Regions from separate parts of the Mus musculus genome. Here region 1 is linked to region 2. A link is a contact called in public HiChIP or PLAC-seq data. All regions are on one chromosome and are shown on one strand. The core of a region is the stretch at or near the end of the contact, and the rest is flanking DNA. Distances in the headings are between cores, read along the strand shown.

Region 1 (4,436 bases), core at 1,175-3,674, 83 kb before region 2:
CAAAAGGCGAAGACACAGCAACAATAAAAAAAAGGGAACAGGGCCAGGAACAAAGACTAAATGTACCGGGGTAGGTAGCACCTTCGTTCATAAAAATAGGGATGAGTGGATGTCCCAAGTGGAGCTGGGTCTTTGACAGCATTCCAGGACTGAGAAGATGGGCCCTGCCCAGTGGGAGCCAGGGTGTCCCCTGAAGGCCCAGGCCCCAGCTCTCTGCCATCTTGCTTGAATCCTGAAGGATTTACCCAAGTCAGCGGGCCTTCATTTTGCAAGACGAAGGCTCTTCCTTTGAACAGCCTAGAACAGACGTGCAGAAATTGGCTGAAGAGAATATTCTCTGAGCTCCACCTTTAATCACACTGAAACTGCCTCCAGGGCATTGTGGCATCAAGTTTGACAAACCACAGCATAATCTGGCAAAGGAAACCAATAATTGTCCAATACCAGGCCACCACTGTTCCTTGTAGGGTAAAACTCCCGATCAGTCTGAAACACCAGTTATCCTCAGCTCTTCAAACCTAATCCCCTCAAGCTCCTTGATCCACAGAACTTGCGTAAAGATACTTAGGCTCCACGCTTGCTAGAGCAAAGTCAGAGGACACACCACCCCTCCAGCCAACGGCAACACTGTGTGAATCACAAGGCAGTCATGGCCACTCTGCCTCAATTTTGCGATCCTTGAGTCATAGAAGACTCATCTCTTCGAATGTCCGTCATTCACGCAAGCGTCTTTCTCCAGGTGGCCCGGGGCGGTTTCCAAGCTGCTGGCTCATCCCCTGTCATGTCACTTGAAAGGAGAACAAAAGGCTGGAAAACAGGAAGGTCATTTTTTTTAAAAATGGGGAAACTGAGGCTCCAAGAAGCCCTAGAGTGAAATGTGTAGACATTTCTGAGTCAGACATGCTCAAAGAACCAAAACAAGTTCTAACTCCTAAATGGACTATTTTCTTGGTTAATTTTATAAAGCTTTTATGACAAGGTGTTTTGATGCAGCAAACTCAGAACAGGCGAAGCCAAAACATATACTCACTGCCTCTTGTGTAACCATTTTCTCACCGTTTCCTCCATCTCTTCCCTCGCAAGCAGATCTGATTGGCTCTGTTTCTTTTACTTTATAGGCTCCTGTTTTCCTGTGGGCTGGATATGCTCCCATCTGACAGGCACGTTACCCCTTGTGCTTACATTGTTTTAACCATTACCTGGCTCTTGATAGTCTCTGATTTTGGAGTTCTACCACCCATTCCCTCCCCTGTCCCTGAACTATATATACCCTTGACTCCTGAACATGGAGGTTGACAATTAGTGGAGATCAAGCTTCACAAGTGGAGTGTAAAATGTCCACTTTATTCGTTTGCTTTTTTAAAAAATGGCATTTATCAGCTAAATCAAAATACTTGCACATCCAAATAGCCACTGTAATTAGGCTCTATTAAAATAGCTGCCTCCAAAGAACAGAGATCGTTGGTGTCACCCGTTCTGGCACCTGACTGGACCGTCTTTCCCAAGGCCTTCTGTTCTGCTGTATGCTGGTGTGTAGCTCATCAAAGGAGACGTGAGCGTCAGGGCTGCTTTTCACCCTGCTATTCCAAGCGAGGACTACGTAGGTGTCACAAATGAAGCTCACACGGAAGCAGAATAGGACACTAGTGGCACAGCCACGTGTCTCTGCCTCCCTGTAATGCAGCCTGGCTGGCATCGGCCTTCCGCCAACCCCTTTGCTGCCCCTATCCACCCACGAGCTCTTGTTGGGTCAGAAATGAGATTCTTTGACAGTGCCTGCCTGCCAGACAGACAGCCGATGCTGGGATGTAGAAAGCAAAAGCAAAAGCTGCTTTCTAAATTAAGCCTGGGCTCATTTATAAAAATAAATAGCCACAGCCTAGCAACGTGCTCGCAGCTTAGCTTTCTTCTGTTATGAAACCGCCATGGCTGGGGCCCAGGATGACAGAGTCAGAACAGGACCCCCACACCCTGACTCCTCCCATGTGTAGTAGTCATCCTGGGGAGTGCTGACAGTGGCCCTTGGAGAGCCTTGCTCTTCATTCAGGGTCAATCTAAGGCCAGGCTCCAAGGGCAGAGGGGATTCAAAGCCTCCCAAATATAATGAGTGCCCCCCCCCCCCCCGCTGCCATGAGTGCATGGACTACACTGTCAGTAATAACTATTATCGTCTTCGAACCTTCTCTCTGTCTTATGTCAACAGAACCTCCAGTGATGAGTTCTGCTTGAAAGAAGGACTATGAGAGAAAATAGTGGATGATCTTTTGATCGTAGTCTTGCTGGGACACTCAGAAGTAGAGCCCACAAGACCCTTGGAGACTCATGGGACATGTGGCAGCGTGGTATGAAGGATCTGTTCCTGCCATCAGCTCTCTCAAGCTTTGAAATGACATGTCAAGTCAGAGTGATCCAAGGACTATGGCCACCTATTCTGTGTTGCTAGGATCAGAATGACGGAGCTTCTGGGATATTCTATATGGTCCCTAGTAACCAGAGAATGCCCAAGGTAGCATGTCAAAATGAGTTCAGAGTTGGGTCCCTCCATTACAGTACTAAACAGAGCAGAGATTGGCCTAGAATGTTCTTCAAAAGTCGGTCTTCTTCTAACCTGGCTTAGTCAGAAACAATGGTCAGTAATAAGAAAGTTCTTGCCATAACCAAATATGTGAGAATATATTATTTAACAGGTTTGTTTTTGGAATAATAACATGCATGTGGGAAAAACTAAACAGCAATAAAAAACATAGTATAATAACATCCAGATTCATCTCACAGTGTGCAGTAGATTCCATAGACTCTGTGACAGTTCCCATCTCAGCCACCCAGACTACCAAAGCTTGGGGTCTGAAGTCTGGGCGGAAAAACATGATGAGGATTCAGCCCTAAGAGAATCAGCAAACTGAACAGACTCCCCCTAATCTATAGTGACAGCTCCCTGATGGTGCATAGTGATGCCTCTCTAGAGCAGGAAAACCACAGCAGCAACTCTGCAGGCTACACTCCAACCTGGTGAGACCAGAATGCTAATCGTCCCAACCCAGGTCTCCCGTGTCTGACATGGCTGCTCTGTGACAAGACCCCACTGAGAAGTTGTGTTGGATGTGGTTGCCTAAACAAGGCCAACAAGCTGACACCAGTTGATATACCCCTGAGAGATCATACGACACTAATTGGTCAGCCCTAGACACTCAGGTCTATGACCTTACCTTCTTGCAAACTCAGAACTGATCCACCAGACAGGAGCAATCGAAACTGTGCTTCTGCGTCTGTACTGTATGAGGATCCAACCAACACTACGATGCTCTTCCCTGTCTCTGAGCTCTTTCTACATATCAGCGTCTTGCCTTATGGTGAGTTTGCTTCTGGTGTGAGAAGTGGGACTTCTTTGGCAAAAACTTTGAGGATAGTTTCTGCCTATCAGTGCTTTAGTTTTTGGTCCATCTGAATCACAAGCCTAGATTGTGTGGTGACCTCTGACCAATTAATTCCATAGCTTTGTATGCCAAAGACTTCCAACATTGGTTTCCATAACTATTTCTCTCCCTATCTAATCCCTAGAAAGATCTGGGATTCTAGAATTCCTGAGAAACTCATGTAGTCTCAACCTTTCACTTTGAGGATGGAGACCCAGAGACAGGCAGAGCCAGGTACTTGTTGTGCAAGGGCATCTGCTTAGTTTCACCCACCCTGCCCTAACTTCTTACAGCCTAACAGTGCTTTGACAGTGATTTTCCTAGGGCAACAGTTCAAATTCCACCCTTCTGGAACTTGGAGACCCATTTTCTTCTGGACAGCATACCTCTCTGGCCTTTGGACTTCAGCACACACCACAAGCAGCCCAGATCCTCAGCCTCCAGTACACGCACCAGGAGCTCCCTAGATTCTCTGCTTCCAGCAAATGTACCAGAAGCCACCCCAATCCTTTGGCTTTAGACTGAATTACATGAGCAGCTTTCCTGGTTCTCTAGTGGTGTGAGTGGGATTGTTTGCTTTCATATCTACTTACCCACATGAAGTCAAAGGTCTCTCCTGTTCCATTATTCTCTATATAACCCAGCCTTATGAGGAAGAGTTTTTCATTTTGTGCAAAAAGATTAATCCTGCCTATACAAGACCTTTTGCAACAACCATCCTAGTTTGACCAGGCCCCACAGGGTTACAGGGAAACAGGACTTTAGATGCCATAACTAGACATTTCCTAGGCAGGCAGGTAAGTTGGTCACCCTGGTGGGTTTCATGTCCCTTTCCTAAGGACCTTTCCACACAAATAACAAACCATAGAGCACATGAATTGAAACCAAAATAGCATCAAATCGATAGGATTGGGAAGATAACTGGAATGGATATTAAGCAATGTGTCTTAAATGAAAAGATCCATGAATAAGATGGGAAAACAAGGTGATCAACAAGGAAAAATAGCCTTTCTATCAAGGGAT
Region 2 (4,267 bases), core at 620-3,119:
AAGTTAGCCACCTTACTTATCTATCGCCCTCGTGATCTGGAGGATCCATAATGACTTCAAGAATGTAACACATCCAGTCCTCAAAGAACCCTGGTGGGTGGTCAGGGTCCTAGGAGAACACAGCAGAGGTCTAAGATGAATATTAAAGTGAACAGTATATTTAGTCAGCAAAATCCCTCTGGGCATAGCTGGCAACCAGACTTCTACACTGAAGTCTACACTTTCTGTCACGATGACAACTACAGAAATGTTCACACGAGAAAGTGAAAGGCTCAAAATGCCTTTGTAAAAACTGTTCAGTTGTGAATTCTTCAAACCTCCTCCAAAGTCCACAAATAGTTGAGTGGTGGCTTCCTGGTTCCAGTTTGTCCTTCCTCGCTCTTATTGAATAAATCCATCAAACGCCCACCCTGCTCTGGGAAAGCATCCCTGCACAAACAATAGACCAGGCAGAGTCTTTGTAACACAAACCCAGCCTGCCCAGAAGGGAAAAAGCCAATTGAAAGACACAATGCAGGGGGTGATCTGGCAGGGACAATAGAGCATCCCGCTCTTGCCTTGAATTCCCCTGGTTTTGATGTCAGTGCCCAGGCCCTGGGCTCCTTCCTCAGTAAAATGCATAGATCTGAATCTTCGAGAGGTTGGTGGAAAGAGAAAGCATGACCCTGAGACAACTTCTGGGCCAGCGAGGGGCCAGCTGTCACTGCACAGCTGTGCTCTATGAGGTTACCCTGTGAGCACAAACCCTTCTAGGACAGCACCCTGGGGACAGCCCTGGCAGAACTAAGACATGAAGACTCAGAGAATTTGGCCTGGGTCTTTGATTTGCAGAACTGGATATTGAATCTTGGGACTCCTGTGTGCCAGCAAGAACTCTGTCATTAAACTATCATATCCCAGCTCTTTTTTACTTTTTTATTTTGAGGGATTGTCTCACTAAATTGCCCAGGCTGGCTCTAAACTTCCCCTATAGCCCAGGAAGGTCTTGAACTTTCATCCTCCTGCTTCAGCCTCCCAAGGCGTATGGTTACAGGCCTCCCACGTTCAGCAGCCTTACCTGGTTATTAAGCGGTAGGAAAACCTCCAAAGGAGGTCTGGTGGCAGTAGAAAGCATCTTGCAGTTTTGGAAGTTTGTGTATTTTTTCCCAAGTGATTGCAATAGTATGACCTCATCCATCTCCCTCTCCCTTACGCTCCACCTATGTGCTCTCAAAGAAAGACAGCCATTACTCCAGTGGTGGGCCTGGGGAGTCGGCAGTGAATCCCACCAGGCTGAGATGTCAGACCATCTCCACTACTGCCACTCAACTTGTCTGGATAGGGTGACCAGAGGCATGAGGCTAGCCATGGCCTGCACCACATCTACAGCTTCCTGGGATTCAGGATCTACCTGAGGCAGACTATGCTAATTGACCCAGAGAGCCAGGTCCCTCCCCCTTCTCACTCCTACTTCCAACTACAGAGGCTACAGCTTAATGGTTCCTTTCTTGAGGCTAGGTGATGACAGGTGAACCCTTATTCTGCCTATGAAATGGGATCAGAAGTCTCCCAAAGGCTTTCCTGAGAGAACAAGACGATCTTAGCTGCCACACCCCTTCTGTTTCTACCCTCAGTTTCTGTCTTGACTGTGCCCTGGGTGCACAACTCTCTTACAAAGGGGGAAATGTGACTTGGGGCTCACTGACTTCATAGCCCCTGCTCCCAACTCTGACTTTCCACACAGACAACAATCAACAGAAAGAAATGTGAGGCAGTACATAATAGAGACCAGAGCACTGGGCTCAGCTGCTCTTGCTGCATTCTAGTGGTCCAGCCTGGCCTCAGCTCATCAATCCCCTCGAGTCTTCTTCTCATTTGTGATCACGACTTGGGTAAAGGCTCTGAGGCACCCTCCAGTGTTCCAGTTCTATACTTAGGAATCTAGAATTTGAACATTCTCTAACTGGTTGCTAAGCCACTCTATGCCCAAAGCAAAGCTTCATCTAACAGACCAGGACCCTATGGAAACAGCCATCGAGTGACCCAAGGACGTCACCATTCTCCCCGCTGCTGTATAGCACTGTCCTGACACACCATGAACCCAAGTCCCTGTATCTTCTCAAGACATAACAAGACTCATTGTACACAGTGAAGAGACTCCATAGAAGGTAGGTCTGTGATACTGTCATCTAACTACATTCTCTGACCCATTTCTGTGGGTGCTCAAACTTCACTTGGTACGGGAGGAAGTCTTTTTTGTGACATCCAACTTTATGCTCTTTCAAAAACCCAAAGGCAACAACGGAGAAACAAAGGGGAAGGAGAAGCTCAGAACCACTGAGCAGGCCAGAGACAGCAGTTACACACACACACACACACACACACACACACATGCATGCCCCAGGCCGACCACCCTACACCCTGCCCTCCCAGCTCTGTGTATGACAATACAAAATAAGACACTAAAATCAGAAATATGTCCTCCTTTCCAGAACAGTCTGTGAATTGTCTGTTTCTTCTCATGGATGGTGGCACTGGTATTTGGCTCTGTGACCTCAGATGAAATGTCACCATCCAAACATCAGGAGAAGTCACAGAAAGATAGGAGAGCCAGCAAAGTAGGGAGTTGGTTTACTTTTCTCTCTTTTTTTTCTCTTTATTATCTGCTTTCAATTTTATAGCTCACTTTGTCCTGCCCTATTTTCTCTCTCCGTTTATTTATTTATTTATTTATTTATTTTTCTTGCATCTCCTTGATTTTCTGAGGCCTTAGGTTCTAGTGGGTCCTCTGAACTTTTGACGATACCTCATGTTTATCAGATGGAATCCTGTGCTACAACCTGCACAGGCTTTTCCAAATCAAAGGCGGCAGCCATGTCCTCCACTCAGTAATTTTCCATCTTGTTCACACTTCTAGGTTCAAACCTGGGCCTGGTTGTTTCCCGTAGCTTCAGATGGGGGAACTGCCAGGCAAGTGTAAGATGGTGGGATCACAGTGGATCTAGGCCTGCATGAAGTACTGGGAACAAAATGTCTCCACTCCCTCCTGAGATCTCTCCCACTACTGTAAGTAAGACACGGCCGTTACTCCTTTCAAGTCATCATCAAGTCTACCACCATATAACTTGCTTTTAGCTCAGCTGTTCCCTAGGGTCTGTTGTTTGATGGGAAGGTTTGTTATCACTGGGCACAAGTCAACTGTAAGAATCAACATGAGGAGGGAGGCTGGCACAGTGGTTACACGGCCAGGATTTGGGTAGCAACTGGATTCAGTCTTAATTCTCTCTCTCTCTCTCTCTCTCTCTCTCTCTCTCTCTCTGGCATCTCAGATATGTCTTTTTTTTTTCTTTCATTTCCTGAGCTGTTTAAGTAGCCAGTGCTAATGTGGGTTGTTAGTTTTGTAGGAACCTATAAATAATTTCCTTATTATATGCCTGCCATTTAAAGGTTCCTCAATAAATGCCAATAAAGAAACAAAAACTACTTCTTGAATACTTTTCAGAGCCAGGCATTCAGACTTGGCCAGCAAGAACATTAAACAACTTGGCCAAGGACATGAGGCTATTGAGAGACACATCCGAGGTAGGATTTGAACCCAGGTCTGTCTGATCTGAAGTCTTACATGAAGGCCTGTGTGGAGGGCACGGGGAAAGGGCAAGAAAACCACACTCAAGGAAGAGTCCTGGAAGGGCGCTTAAGGAAGGCCAGTGGAAGCAGGACTTGCCAGTGGGAGGATCTTTGATGGAGGGAGGATAAATCTCAGTCATTAAAATAAGAGAAATATCCTTTCTGAAAATTGCTAGAAGAGAGTGCCATTGATACTGTCAGCTGATCAATCCAACTGCTGCCCCAAGTCCCTTCCACATCCCCACAGAATCTCCATCGTAATAATACATCTTCAGTGAACAGGGAGGCATTCCTCTTGCTACTTGCTTACTGCACTGAATATTTGTGTCATCCCAAATTCATATGTTGCAAGCTACGCATCGAGGTGATGGTGTTAGGAGGTGGGTCCCTGGGAGGTGATTAATGCCTTTCTAAAAGAGACTCATGGAATAGGGGAAACATGCTTTCTCCTTTCCGGGATGTGAGGGCAAAGCAATCAGGCAACCTGTGAGCCAGGAAAGGGGCCTCGCCTGCCTTTACTCTGCAGCCTCCTTCCAAGCAATACATTCCTCTTGCTTATCAATTACCCAGTCAAAGGGATCTTGTCACAGCTGCCTGAACGGACAAAAGCAAAGCTGTTAGGAAGAACTGGGGGAGGGTGTGGGGGAGGGCTATTCTTAGC

What was found. HiChIP or PLAC-seq counts read pairs in DNA pulled down with a chosen protein or histone mark.
Region 1: an H3K27ac HiChIP or PLAC-seq map of embryonic stem cells shows a contact between it and region 2, with 9 read pairs. The contact joins the promoter of 4930431P22Rik here to the promoter of 1700108F19Rik in region 2. A contact is called at or near these places in 10 of 484 Hi-C or Micro-C datasets (the N1E-115 cell line, cumulus cells, liver and 4 more) and 11 of 115 datasets of contacts at active chromatin or transcription factors (DN3 thymocytes, T-cell acute lymphoblastic leukemia, embryonic stem cells and 8 more).

What each region holds. Positions count from the first base shown.
Region 1 is chr14:76,758,119-76,762,554 of GRCm38.p6, reverse strand. 4930431P22Rik (RIKEN cDNA 4930431P22 gene) reads right to left here and starts at 2,424. Exons shown (of 2, transcript NR_153763.1): 1 at 2,180-2,424; 2 at 340-807.
Region 2 is chr14:76,675,170-76,679,436 of GRCm38.p6, reverse strand. It overlaps 1700108F19Rik (RIKEN cDNA 1700108F19 gene), which reads right to left and starts at 1,869. Exons shown (of 5, transcript NR_015485.1): 1 at 1,758-1,869; 2 at 1,058-1,199. 1700105F02Rik (a long non-coding RNA gene) reads left to right here and starts at 1,852. Exons shown (of 3, transcript XR_383611.3): 1 at 1,852-2,147; 2 at 2,897-3,045.